Regions from separate parts of the Danio rerio genome. Here region 1 is linked to region 2. A link is a contact called in public HiChIP or PLAC-seq data. All regions are on one chromosome and are shown on one strand. Each heading gives the region's core, a stretch centred on a gene start, on an enhancer-like site or on the middle of the called end of the contact. The rest is flanking DNA. Distances are from core to core; before and after follow the strand shown. Region 1 holds the start of xpot (exportin, tRNA (nuclear export receptor for tRNAs)). Region 2 holds the start of tmem181 (transmembrane protein 181).

Region 1 (7,629 bases), core at 4,644-7,143, 290 kb after region 2:
ATAACAGTCTTATCTATAATAGTTTAATAGTTCACCATGTACAGTCATCATTTACTCATTTCTGAATTCTTTATTGTAATGAACACAAAAGATGATTTTATTTTGAAAAATCTCGGAAACCGGTTACCATTGACTTTCATAGATAATCTATGAATGTCAATGGCTACTGTTTCCTAACATTCTTCAAAATATCTTATTTTGTGTCCAAGAGAATAAAGAAAACCCATAAAGGTTTGGCACCATTTGAGAGTAAATCAGCCCCGTAGCCAGCCTGGTATAAGCGGAGGTTCTTTTCTTGCAATGTGGACCTTTTTGCAGTTATTCACCTCATTTACAATGTATGCGATTTAAATACTGAATTTTTGTGACATTTTATGCACTATTTTAAGCTGGATTAGCTTGTTAGATTGTCATCATAATAAAAATAACATAAATAAAATAACAGTTAATATACCAAAATATTTCCTAAAGATTTAGAATAAAGAAAAATATATAAATACTTGTTTTTAAAATGAAAAATATATATATAAATGATTAGAAAAAAATAGGAATCTGTTAATATTTTAAATCGAAAACTGTAGCCGATTGTAGCCTTAGCCTAAAACTGGCCAGAACATTGAACTGTCCTCAGTCAGAATTTGGCTATTTGAATAATAAAAAATTAAAACATAATAATAATATTAAAAGAGCCTCACCATTTTCTAGCCTCTCTTGTAAAAAAGTACATTTGATTTAATTGGAAATTCATGGATAACAAAAATAGCCAAATTACTTTTCAAATTCATTTTAATACAGATTTTGCTTGGTCCTAAAGCCTTTTTCAATGAATTAATTTCAGTATTTATGATGGCATTAAAGTCAAAATATGACAAATGAGCTCATGAATGGGACAAATTCCAGACCTTTGTCATTGAGGGGTGAGTCTTTCAAACCACCCGAAACCCCCCTGGCTATGGGCCTGTAAATAGTGAGAAAAAAAACAATGCAATTAAAAAAATAGTAAACTTTTTGTGCAAACTGTGCCTTAAATATCAGCATGTTTTACTTCAGTTAAGTCTTGCAATAAAGTCTTTTTACTGGTCAAAAGTTCACCAAAATTGAAACATTAACACAGCAGAATGCCAAACACTTCTGCATTTGTGTGTGTGTGTGAATGGAGGTCAGTGGAAGAAAAGGTGTATTGCTGGCTGACCCTTAAAGTGTTCTCCAAGACAGATCGATTTCAGCAAAAACAGTCGGTAGCTGTGACATCATCTGCCAGATTCAAGTACTTTGTAGTTGGCGGGTAATTCGGCGCCTTTTGATGCACCAGGAGCCAAAAAAGCAGTGAAATGCGGCCATGCTGGAAAATCAGTGTCCTGAAAACCCGTCCCAAAGCCCTTTTCCACCCACTCAGAAACACAATCCACTGCGCAAATGTTCAGAGTGACTGAATGCACTAAAACTCAAACATTTCAAAGTGTTGCAGACGAATAATCAGCTGTTGTGACAGCGACTGGGAGACGACACACACACTGGCAGGACTTCTGTGGAGAAATGATCCTACAGCACCTGTAAAACACAATCAGCCTGCAGGAACACAGCCCACACGTCATGCTGGAAGGTCTGAGCACTTCTTTGATCTTCTAAAATGAAAGAAATACTGGAGTAAATAGTGTTTTGATTACCGTACTACAGTAAAGTGTATTGTACTTATAGTATTTACAACTTTTTCCTAATGAATACCGCAGCACTCTGTAGTATTAACTAGTATATTTTACATTTCACTACAGTAAACTGTGGTGTGTTCTAGCTTAATATACTCCATAGAAAACTACAGAATTGGGCCATCTGTTTATAGTACTGTAGTTGTGTTACCATAGCAACTGTAGAATCACCAAAAACAGATTAATTGGTGTAGCTGTCATGTTACTATAGCAACTGTAGAATCACAACAAAGGATTATTGCTGTAGTTGTTGAGTTACCATAGCAACTGTTTAATCACCAAAAGTAATTATTGTAGTTGTCATGTTTCCATAGCAACTGTAGAATCCTCACATCAGAACAATAGCTGTAGTTGTTGAGTTACCATTGCAACTGTGGAATCACCACAAAAGATTAATTGGTGTATTGCTGTTACCATACCAACTGTAGAATCACCACAACAGATTAACTGCTGTAGTTGTCGTATTACCATAGCAACTGTGGAATCACCACAACACATTAATTGCTGTAATTGTTAAGTTACCATTGCAACTGTAGAGTCACCACAACAGATTAATTGGCGTAATTGTTGTTACCATAGCAACTGTGGAATCACCACAACAGATTAATTACTGTAGTTGTTGTTACCATAGCAACTGTGGAATCACCACAACACATTAATTGCTGTAATTGTTAAGTTACCATAGCAACTGTAGTCACCTCAACAGATTAATTGGAGTAATTTTTGTTACCATAGCAACTGTGGAATCACCACAACAGATTAATTACTGTAGTTGCTGTGTTACCAAAGCAACTGTAGAATCATCACAACAGATTAATTGGTGTAGTTCTTGTGTTACCATAGCAACTGTAGAATCACCACAACAGATTAATTGGTGTAGTTCTTGTGTTACCATAGCAACTGTAGAATGATCACAACAGATTAGTTCAAGTATTTTAGTATGGCTCAAAAACATTGCATCGGCCATAAATTACTATAGTATTTTATAATTATAGTGTTTTTGTAACGAAAACTTTTTGTGTATCTTTTAATGTAACCTTCAGTCTCAGAAGTCATTTTAATTTTACACATTTAAAAATATCTGTTGTCTGCTCCAGTTCAAATACACTATGATCAAAAACACTATGTATTCAACTGACTATGGTATTGTCTGACATGTGAGAGAAAGCCCTCCTGCTCTTCAGAGTTAAAGAAAGGACGTGTTTTTCTTGAGTCTTCAGGGACGGTGTGTGTTATTTAATTGACCAAATTACTGAGCAAAGCCAAGGCTGATTTTCACATTCACAGAGGACTATCAGTGGCTGCGGTTTGTTCAGAGGAAGAAGAAAGCATGACTCGAGTCTGTACTGCAGTTTTTGTGTTGTCGGATCACACAATTACTGCCTCCAGGAGGGAAATCGATCGGCTCTGGATCGTGGGAAACATCTGTATAGTTTAGCTGGCCGGCAGCTGCAGAGCCGTGGAAATTACCCAGGATTATTGGTTGAGAGGATTTCCTTCCTCTGTACCTGCATGCAACGCTCTTCAGCGCAGAAGTGAGGCAGTGTGAGCGACTGCTTTTCAACACGGCTCCACAGGCCTCCATGAAAAAGCTTTGCTTTAAATAAACATGTGCGGGTTTACACTGAGAGAAAGGGACTTTGGCTCGCAGGGCCCTGTTTTAAAGAGCCTATTATGCAAAAAAAAACACCTTTATAAGGTGTTTAAACACAGTTGTGCAGCAAAGGTGTGTAAATATAACCAGCTTCTAATGGTAAAAATGTATTAATAATTTTTTAATAGTCAAAATTTGCATGTGCCTTTGTATGTGTCATCAGAGACAGAAAGCCCCACCCACTAGTGACCATCTCTCACTCATTAGCATAAACAGCCCTGAGTGAGAAGCAGCCATATTGAATCTGCTGTTATGCTAACACATAGGCATTTTAGCTCCACCCTTTTTTTCCCCAAAATAGTGTAATTAATCGCGTATGGGTGCTGCTTGCAGTGTTTGTTTGTGTCCACACAGCGCACTTATGTGTCCTCACAATCATATTTTTCGTGCTTGAGTTTATAATTTGCAACTTTCTTCAGGTGTACAGTCATGTCATTTGCTATTGAGCTCTTTCATGGACTCGCATTGTATCGTTTAGCCATATTTAACACCATATTTATAGTATGATTATAGGACACAGGTTGCTGCTTGTGCTGGTATACAGCGAACATCTGAGAGGAAAGTATCATCTAAACTCTTCTGTAGACAATAGAGATGCATCATCCTCAAGTGTCAAGATGAACACTTTGTGTTGTTCAATCTGCATAGCAGTTTATAAAAGGGGAAAAATCAAAAGAGCTCTGAATAATACCGGACATCTAGGCCAATACAGGACATTTGGCAACCCACACAACTGAGTCTGTAGACATCAAAACAGCTCCTGTGAGAGATAAAGATAAAGCTTTAACTAATCTCCATCTTACAAGGACTATCAGAAAAAACAGTGTTTAATGTACAACATGCTCTTAAAACATAAATGCCTTAATATTTTGCAAAAATGTTGTTCTGTCTGATGTAAAAGTTCTTGTATAATCTGTCTTGGGGTATCTTTGAAGTTTTACTGCTAAAGTAGAAATGACGAAAAGAAAAATAGAAATGTCAATGACTCAAACTCAGCAACTTTCATGACTGAAATCTACAGACATGGGTAAAGGAATTAAACTGAATACTTGAATGTGTGTTTCAGATCTAAAATATTGGATCTGAAATAATGATCTGAACACCTATAAATGCTCAATTAACGATATATTACTATTCAAGCAAAATTAAACAGTGGATGAAATCCAGTTCTGTTCATTAAGAAATCATTCGACTTGTGTGTCATTGTTTGGTGAACAGAGTCCTCTAGTGGACAGAAATAAACACAACAGATCTGTTAAACAGCAGTGATTTGTAATGCGAGAGAAGGGAAATGATTGGGATATTTATTAGTATTTTATTTTTATTATTACTCAAATATCTCTATTATTTTTCGTTATTTTCAATTTTCAGTTCTTTTTAAACATGTTTTATTAGTTTTTTCCCTTTTAGTCATTCACAAAACAAAAATACAAACACAACATAAAATGCCTGACACAAAACATAACTGCATATACGAAAATATACATATGGCCAAAGCCATAAGATATTATGCTACAAATAATACAATATGGCAGGAAGAGGGAGAAGTTTGATGAAAACACATGTGAATTAATGTCTGTACAGACATTATGTCATTACGAGTTTCAAAATGTCACATAAAGCAAGGTTTATATTGTGCAGATATCAGTTGTGGAGTGGCTGAGACATGTTAAGTATTACAGGGGGATAGTCTCTCTGCCATCCTTCATGGAAGGGGGCTTATCATTGATCCATGACATCTAAATGTTCTTTCTGGCAGCAAAAGTTAACAGGCAGAAAAGTCATTGTTCTTACTTGTTCCTAATTAGTTTGCAATTAAAACCCAGGAGAAGGGACAGAACGTCTATATCCATGTCCAGACCAAAAATGTTGTTTATTTGGGCTACGATTCTGTGCCGATAGGCCTGAATCACCTGACACTACCATGTGCAATGAATATAATCCCCTATATTTGATTTGCATAGAGGTGAGTGGATTGCACTGAATTTATGTCTTAATTGAGATGTGATATAAATTCTTTGAAGGTTCCCGAGTTGAATGGCTCTGGCCCTATTGCAAACTGAAAGCTTATTGGCTAGAGATCAATCTATCTCCCATTCTTCTTCCAAAATATCCACCCCAAGCTCTTTTCCACAAATTGATTTGAGATGGGAGTTACAGACAGTGTTATAAGAGGACAGGGCCTTAGAAAGGAGTTCTTATCGCTGCCCTGTAATAAATTCTGTTGCAGTTATCGTTTTTATTTTAAATAAAGATAAAATAAAACCGCTACATTTCTTAAATGTTGTTTTTTATTTGTATTTTTGTTTGTTTTTCTTTATTGCATCTCTTGTTTTTATTATAACATAACTAACATTTATGCATTGTAAGATGACATATGTAACAGTCATGGAAAAGTTAGCCGCATACTGAACCCAAAGACTACAGAATACAATATAAATTATATATAGGCACTCTGCTGTACACACACACACACGCAAATGTGGTTTTCTGCCCTCTTTTATTTACGTGAAGCGTGCGCGCTCCTGTGCTTGAAGTTCTTCCTGTTCTCGTGCGCCGCACTTCCGGTCGGCCAGACACGCCACTGTTCGATCTGTTACATGCGCACTGAGTGCCCGGAGCGGGGCGGATGATGATGGAGCGGTAAAGTTCACGGTAAGCTGTGGTAACATTTGCTTCATCTATTAATTTACACCGTCGCCGCACGTTTTTATTCATTTGGATTGAAGTTTCGGGCGAGTCTTTTGTGTGACAGCGCGCGCCTGCACGAGCCGTCATGACCATCACATTCACAACACGCGTATCAGTCCGTTAAGCTGATAATTCATCAGTCTACCGATTTAACGGCACACATGTTCGTCGGTTTAGCTGTACGGCGGATGTTTGTCGTTATTTCGTTGTGTTTTCTCGGTCTGTCACGCCACGTTCACTGAGATTCCGCACGCGCGTGACACGCTGGTCGGTTAGCAACGTGAGCGCGCAGAAGCAAGTCGGTTGTTTTTAAAATATGACAACATAACCGTGAGTTTAGCAAATATCTGAGCTAAATGTAATAGTACTGTGAATGTGGAAAAGTTTTTTGTGTTAGTGGGCTATATGGGGTTGATTAAACTCACTATTGGGCCCGTGTTGCATCAGAAAAGTGTTGTGTATCTGTCAGATCGTATGTCATGATAATGGAGTACTACAATATGTATTCATACCTGGAATAATACGTGCTTGTCTAAATATTAAAGTATAACTATGGTACAGCTCCTAAAACTACCACCATCCCATAACATGGTGTTGTGGTTAAAGAATAAAGGAGAGTGCTGATTCAGCCTGTGTGTGTCCGGTCATTTGTCTGTTGTTGTTCTGGAGAGGTCATTCATTATTCCTAGATATATATTAAAATTGAATTGCATTATCAACCAGCCTTTTATTATTTACATTCACATTGTAATTGAGAATAAATCATGTTCATGATGGTATTGGGTATTTGTTTTATTTATTAAGCATGTTTTAGTGCTTTTTAGGATTTCTTTAACCCTCAATGCAAAGTATTCTTAAGCTAAAATATAAAATAAAATAGTTTATTATAAAATATTCTCATAAATGAGTGAACTGTAAGAAAAGTTTTGTATGTTTTCATTGTTTTATCACTGCATCCCCAATCAAACACAGCTAATCCAACTAATTAAGGTGTTCAAGACTACTGGCGGACCTCCATTAATTGAGTTCGAGACCCCTGTTTTTTTATCCTGCTGTGGTTTGTCGGTGGGCAAACAAACACATTTTTTTAAATACAAGCGTAAAATGTTTGCATTTAGGTTTTTTTTTTTAAAAACATACTAGGCTTTTAGCAATCTTCTCTGTGTCAAAACAGACCTGAGCTCATTACAAAATTACATTTTAATCCTCTTGTAAAAAAATATTGTCTGAAATTATTATATTTACAGTTATAACATTAGCTGTTGCATGTCAACATTATATTTCCCAGTGCTGGGTTGCGGCTAATAAGGCATCCGCTGTGTAGAACTTTGCTGGAATAGTTGGTGGTTCATTCCGCTGTGGCTAATAAAAGTAGTCTGAATAAAAATGAATGAGTGTCAACATGATATTGTCCACTGATCACAACTTGCATTCTTAATAGTGTTGACTTTGATTTTGGTGTGTGTGTCTTTTTCAGATGTGTGTGTCCTGTGTGGAGATTTGGAATAAAGTGATCGAGGACAGCAGCTAACCCACGTATGGCCTGCGAGTCGGCGTTACCTGCCATCATGGACGAGC
Region 2 (7,771 bases), core at 3,879-6,378:
ACCCTGGCACAGCTTCTTGTTCTAGCCTGCCTGTAACCGCCATTCCTCTTCATCCATGGGGTTCTTACAATCCCTGTCCCCCCATGCCAAGCCCCCCGGGTCCCGCCCCATCTCTCCCACCCAAGGCCTCCCACATGCTGGATAAACCTGTTCGTTCTCCACCTCCTCAACCGCCGCCTTTGCCTTCGCCTCCCCCAGACCTCCAGACTGCGGTCAGTCCCCCAGAAGCAATAGCTGAAGCCGGGGAAGGCTTTCAAGAGGTGCTCTCGCTTAACGAAAGCCCTGTTCCTCAACGAGCAGACAGGTTTGGCAAGAAGAATCGAAAGCGTTTGGACAACACTCGGGCAGATGAAGCTAATGTTCCAGCAATCACAGAGGGAGGCAACAAGTCCAAAAAAGAGGGCCGTGCCCTTGGGGACTTCAACTCCCTCATCTCCAGTCCGAGGTTAGGTGGGAGAGATAAAAAGAAACCTAAAGGTCAAAAAGAGCAGCTGAAAGCCAAAAAGCTAAGCAAGGCCACCACAAATGAGTTCCAGGACAGCTCAGAGAGCGAGCCTGAGCTCTTTATCAGTGGAGATGAGCTGATGAACCAGAGCCAGAGTGGGAAGAAGAGTTGGAAAGCCAAAAGGAACCTGCGGGCAGGAGGTTGTGAGCTGGATGAGATCAAATGTCGAAAAGCGAATGAGAAAGAGGACCGAGGCCTCGGCAGCCAGGGCTTCGTCTACATCATGGCCAACAAACAGCCTCTCTGGAATGAAGCCACGCAGGTCTACCAGCTAGACTTTGGAGGGAGAGTCACACAGGAATCAGCAAAGAACTTCCAGATTGAGCTTGAGGGGAGACAGGTATGCAAATAAGCTTTAGATTCTGTTTGAGTTTATTGAATTTATGCAGTTGTTCGCTTCTAACCTGCTTTATTCTGCCTAGGTGATGCAGTTCGGAAGGATCGACGGGAACGCATATATCCTGGACTTTCAGTACCCCTTCTCAGCTGTGCAAGCTTTTGCTGTAGCACTTGCTAATGTCACCCAGCGCCTCAAGTGATCGACTGGGCAGGAACGTTTTAGCCAATTAAACCATTTCTTTCTTTGCTCTTTTGTTGATTTTTAGTAATTCTCCCAGTTAAAGATGCAGTACTAATACTTGAAAACTACATCTGGGAAGTTATTGCCACATTTTCCGAGTGTTAGAGGTACTACTGGGCACTGAAATCTATTGCTGTACAACATACTGTCATTACTAATTCCTTTTTCTTGTTTTGCTTAGGATACTAATGTTTGTCACACTTCCAGGAGGTCATATCTAAACTCCAGGGACTTTACCCTTGGAGATCAATTGCTAGCATCTAATTAGATGCTTCTTGGCTTGCAGTCATAACGTGTATTTTAATAAGACATAGTAAGACTGAATATGCAGTCTGTAGCTGATACGCTCTAGGTATTTCTGTAAGGATGGACTTGCTTTGGTAGACAGAAAACCGAATAAGCTCAACGGTGAAACCATTGATGCAGTATTCATTAGCACTCTTGATGTTTTTAGTGAATAATCAATCCTGATGATCCATGATTTCATGTTTGTTCCTTTCTTTGCTAGTCACTATTGTTCATCCGCTCTTTTTGTTTTTTAGCACACCCCGCATGTGTCATTTTATATTTGACGAACACGTTATTTTTATCGTCGTGTACATCCTTTCTAATTGTACATCTCTGTCCTTCTGAGAAATCAGAAGGTAAGATTAGCCAATCAGAGCTCGCATCCCACTCCTCCTAAAATGAAGTGACTGCCCCCTGCTGACGCTTCTGTGAAGTGATTTCGTGTAATGGCTCTCAAGCCACATTTAGTCCACCTCAACATGAGCAAACAGGAGATATTTTTCTACCGTGTTTCAACAGTGTCATTTCATACCTTTTATTTTTGGATAACGACGTATTTGTGCGACACCTTTTGTTATCAGTGCTAAGAATATCACAGTGTTAGAGTTCACATAGAAATTCAGCAGTAGGTTCGTGAGGAACAGCAATGATTGATAAATGTAGTTGAAGACTAAATTAATAGTCCTCCGGTGGATTTTTAATTCCTCAAGCACTGTAGACTTCCCTAGTCAACCTAAATATCCTGGTTAAGCTATTAACAAAATAAATTAATGCTTAAAAATGTGTTTGGGGGAAAAATCAATACTTAAGAAATTAAAATTTCACAGGAGGACTAATCATTTTGCCTTTGATAATGGAGGATTAATGATTGCGACTCTTTGTTTTTATTATTCGACTGACAAGCAAGCGATGCAGCACGAGTAGACAAGTCCCACTTCTGCAGAAAGTGAATTTAAAGGTCATTACATTTCAATGTTTTCCAATGGTTTGGCAGTGTTTGTTTCGGGAACCATTACATCGTGTGTGTGTGTGTGTGTGTGTGTCTTGCGTCTTTTGTAAAGAGTGACCCAAACACAAAGAGGCTTTGTTTTTGGGGGTTTAATATTTTTGCTCCTTCACCAGGATTTCTGGACTCGACCCTGATGGTGAACTGAAACAAATCAGTAGTTGGTTATTTATTTATTTATGTCTTGTTTGTTGTGCAATATCGTCAAGACTAATGCTTTCGTTACCGTCGGATTTCCTGATACACGAGATCTAACATGGCATTTAATCTGTGATTTGTGTACAAATGATTCTTCAGCTTGGTGTTGTTGTATATAACGTGGATGACGGATGCGCAGGCGGTGGGCTTCGGTGTGTTTTCTGCAGTTTTGAAGGTGTGTGTTGGTGATTGTGGTGTAGTCAAGTGACCTTGAATGGGCTCGTCACGTGTGTTTTTGTACAGTCCGGTTTGCGTGTTCACACAACAAATGGATGAGTCTTTTATCACTGAAAGGATTGAGATTGTTACACAATCCATTCACACACACGTGTGTCCACAGCGTGCGGATTGGGTTTTCTTGTACAATTACTGGACATGAAATCCAGCAAAATGTGCCCTGTGTTTGTAGGAATAGGTCAAAGTGGTGCTTTTGGGGACGGAGGAGTCGTTTGGTGAATGAACGTTCGTATGGCATGCTTGGAGAAGACTTTAAAGAATAACACAAGTGTTTGTTTAGAGGTGAGCATGGTACGGTTTTGGAGACGCACGCCATTGTTTGTTATAATTGCAACACGTTTTAGCATTTCAACCTTGTGTCCATTCTGTCTGAAGTGAAACACCCATGATGCCGTTTGGTTTTGAGGTGACTGCTGGCAGGAGAGTTACACATTGATTTAGTTACCTTTTCTGAAGTGTCTTTACCTGTTTCTTTGCTCTATATTGTATATTCAGGGGAATCTTACGCTTTGCTAATTCCCCCTTTTTTTGACTCTTCTTTTGTAAACAGACTCTGGGGTTCGGGGTTAGGCGTGACTAACTTGAAGCCTATGCACTAGGGTTTGCATTGTACTGTAATGAACAGTTTTGTTGTTCCTCAAAAGCTGAATCGTGTCCTTTTGTCGGTGTGTAGCCCAATAAAGTGTACAGGCTGAATGATCTCTCCTCTGTTACGGAGTTAATTTTGCAATATTAAGCAGATCCACTGACATTTAGGTAGTAAAATTAGTGTATTATACTTATTGTATGTACTACTTTTTAAGCATAGTGTAGTGTTAACTATAGTGAACCGATCAACTGTAATAGATATTGTAGTGTACTGTAGTTTTGACTACAGTAAACTGGTGTATTGCTGTGTTTATACCCTACAGCTGTAGAAAAACAACAGATTTGTTGGTCATTTGCAAGGCCAGACAGAATCTGCGAACATTATTTGCTATTTCTGCACAGAATTTTGTAAAATATCTGTGGATTTGTGCTTTATGTCTGTAATTATATTTATGGTTTAAGAGTTTAACTAAATACAATCCAATTAAATCCACTTGTTTGGTACATAAAGCAAGTATGTCATATAAAATGTCTACTAAATGACAGAAAATATGACTTAATTGTACATAAATACTACAAAGATTTACATGTTATTCAATAATACTTCTGACATTAATACAAAACTGAATGCATATATATTTTTCTGTACATTCACGCAAGTAAATAGACTCAACGGTTGGCTAAAACATCTGCAGGTTCCACATTGTTGTTAGAAGGGATACAGCTGCGACCAGAAGTTAATTAAAATTATTTATATTGTTTATTAAATTACCCATTAATCGTATTTTATAAACGTCTACTCCTACCCAAAACCTAAACCCAACCCTCACACTAATGTAAAACAGTAATTATACTGAGTATTATTCACTATATTTATCAAATTACCTATTTAATTTTATTTTAATAACGTCTACCCCTATACAAACCCTCACACTAATGTAAAACAGTAATTATACTGAGTATTATTCGCTATATTCATCAAATTACCCATTCAGTTGTATTTTAATAACGTCTACCCCTTACCCAAACCCTCACAGTAATGTAAAACAGTAATTATACAGAGTATTATTCACTATGTTTATTAAATTACAGAATAAATTGTATTTTGATAACGTCTACCCCTATACAAACCCTCACGGTAATGTATAACAGAACTTATACAGAGTATTAATCACTATATTTTTTTAAATTACCCATTCAGTTGTATTTTAATAACGTCTGCCCCTTACCCAAACCCTCACAGTCATGTAAAACTGTAATTATACCAAGAATTATTCACTGTATTTATTAAATTACAAATTAAATTGTTTTTTAATACCGTCTACCCCTATCCAAACCCTCACAGTAATGTTAAACAGTCATTTTGTTGAGTTTTATTTACTATATTTATTAAATTACCCATTAAATTGCATTTTAATATCATCTGCCCCTTACCCAAACCCTCACAGTAATTTAAAACAGTAACTTTGTTGAGTATTATTCACTATATATATTAAAATTACACATTACATTGTATTTTAATAACCTTTACCCCTTACCCAAACCCTCACAGTAATGTAAAAATATTAATTATTGTTTTACAGTCACAAAAACTATGGGAGTATCCGCAAAATATTCATTATTGTTGTACAGAATCACAAATATGATGCTGCATTATTGATGCGAGTATCCGCAGCTGTATCTCTTCTAGACTTCACCCTGTCCGTGGTCCTGAACGCCTGTGGTCACGTGACAGCCCCCTGCGCGCCCCTGTGTGCTCGTGCGCTCAGCAGATCCTCGAACCTGCACCATTGAAGCGCTTCGTCCGCATTTCCAGTCAACAGAGCCGCCAGAAACAACCGTGAAACGCCATTTATTTACCTCCAGCGGAGATGGAGCGGGTGGAGGCCGAGTTCTGCAGCATGGAGAACCCGCTGGTCGGGGAAATGAAGCGCTTCTGCAGGAACATCACTGAAGCCTGCAATGAGCTGAAGGAGGAGCTGACGCCGTACAGGAATGAGCGATTCTACAGGTACAAACACCACACACAATAATGCTTTTATTCAGTAAATCATCAGATTGTGTGTTTGATACACGCGCAAACAAACAAACAAACGATGACGAGTCAAAATGGCGCGCGCGTGAATTTAAATGTGAGTCAGTAACGTTACACCGGTCATCAAGCCTAACGGATAAAAATATCCTTAAACAATCTGTACCGACCTAAAGGATGAACTGACAGCGTACATGAACGAGAGAATATACATGTACAGATTTATTTAACATACCTAACCAATAATAATGCTTTTATTCACTATATTAGATCGTTTATCTGTTTTCACGCGCAAACTAACAAACAATGACGAGTTAAAATGGCGTGCGCGTGAGTTTAAATGCGAGCCAAACACCGTGGATATGAAGTTAGAAGTATAAATATTCTTTCTAAAACGGATAGTTCGAGTAATTAGTGTATATTAGACTGTTTTTATTTATGATGTAGCACATTACAGCTACAATAAAGAGGTGTAAAACATTAAAATATTTTTTTCTAAAACAGAGTTGGAGTATTGGGTGTTTATTAGGCCATCATATTGTTAATTATGATGTAGCACATAAGAGCTATAATAAAGAGGTGTATTTACTGGTTATGACCACTGTTCTCTATTATATATCAGTGAGTTAAATGCAGAAATAATATATTTGTTGAATGGATAGTTTTAGTCCTTGTTATATATTTATTTTTATTATACATATTGATAGAGCAAAAATTACTCGCATAGGAAATGACAGTCCTTGGTCTGAAGGTGTACAGGAACGAGAGCTTCAACAGGTACATATTTATTAAACATGCAAAACATTAAATAATGCTTATTTATTAATTTTTATTTTACTTATTTATTAACTTATTATTTATTTACTAAATCTTCAGATTGTCTATGTTTCCATGTGCAAACAAACAAATTAAAATGGCGTGCGCAGGAATTTAAATATCAGTCAAACACAACACAAGTCAAAAGCATAAAATATTATTTATTAAATGGATAGTTACAGTCTTTTGGTGTTTAATAGGTTTACAGCATTGTTTTATTCATGAGGAAGCACATTACAGCTACAATAAAGAGGTGTATTTACTGTAAATGTGAGTCAATACACCGGTTATGAAGTCTAACCACTGTTCTCTATTATAGATGAGCGAGTCAAACGCAGAAAAATATTAATTGTTAAACAGATACAGTCCTTGTTTTTATTTATTTATTATTATTAAGCCCAAAACCGTGTACATATAAGTGTATAGATACAATAATTAATAGGGAAATAATTATATATGGCAATGATAAAAATGTACAAATAAAAACTGAAAATAAAAGTGAGTCAAACATCGTTATAAAGTCAAAAGCATAAAAAAAACATAAAAATCACAGCTACAATAAAGAGGTGCTGAAACGAGCTAAATTTCAGCAACACATCTATATCTATTAATTATTTAGGAGTCAACCATCATATTTGATATATTAAATTGTACAGATTTTTAAAATCATAATAGATGCTTAATAGCCTTTTTAAGTTCTTATAATTGAGGTCAAAGAAGTTTAAAATAAATATAATTTTATCTTTACAGAAAGAAATTAAAGGAGGGAGTTATAGACATTACTTTTGCTTCGTGTATGTCAAACTTTCCAGGAAAAATGATCAATTTCAAAGCATTCTCGACTGTATTACAGCCAGTTTTAAGATTTAAAGAAGAATCATACATTCAAGTTCATTGTTTTTGTTGAATAAATTAAAATCGACTCTGAACCCTGTTTCCAAAAGTCATCAGAATATTATCTATATCTATTTATTGATAGTACAGCTAATAACGCACTTGACATGCGCACTGCGGTGGAGGTCACGTGGTTTGAGAGGAGTGACGTCAGTGGGCTGATGTGTGCGGATATGCGCCGCCAGCGAACAGTATTCTCTGATTTATTTCCGTCGCCGGTGGGATAAAATCAACGCGATGGAGCGGTAAGTGTGCGGATGATGGTTAACTCGTGAAACACACACACAGACACTCTCGTATGCGCTCGGGGCGGGTTTTGCGGCCTCTGTTTCTGAGCGTACACATGTTTGAGTGAGCGGAAGTGATTTTACACCGCTTCACACAATGTTTACAGTGCTGAATAAATAACTGTGTGTGTTTGGAGTTGCTTGTTTTTTTGGTGTTTAGGACGCACTGTGTGTCTCGTGTTTGCTGTTGTGTCCGGTGGGTGGATAATGTGGGCGTGATCTTGTTCTGTGTGTGCGTGTGCGTTTCATGTGTCTTGTTGACTGTAAAATTTGAACTCCGATCTTCTTGTTTTTAATAAAACTATTGCTTTTTAAGCCTCATTATGTGCAGTGGCAAGTT

The links. HiChIP or PLAC-seq counts read pairs in DNA pulled down with a chosen protein or histone mark.
Region 1: an H3K4me3 HiChIP or PLAC-seq map of pancreas shows a contact between it and region 2, with 6 times the contacts expected there. The contact joins the promoter of xpot here to the promoter of tmem181 in region 2. A contact is called at or near these places in 2 of 4 datasets of contacts at active chromatin or transcription factors (embryo and pancreas).

What each region holds. Positions count from the first base shown.
Region 1 is chr4:895,230-902,858 of GRCz12tu, forward strand. xpot (exportin, tRNA (nuclear export receptor for tRNAs)) reads left to right here and starts at 5,894. Exons shown (of 25, transcript NM_001044852.1): 1 at 5,894-6,015; 2 at 7,529-7,629. The coding sequence starts at 7,590.
Region 2 is chr4:608,389-616,159 of GRCz12tu, forward strand. It overlaps tmem181 (transmembrane protein 181), which reads left to right and starts at 5,129. Exons shown (of 17, transcript NM_001044840.2): 1 at 5,129-5,413. The coding sequence starts at 5,274. tulp4a (TUB like protein 4a) reads left to right here. Exons shown (of 14, transcript NM_001045095.1): 13 at 1-845; 14 at 928-1,243. The coding sequence ends at 1,044.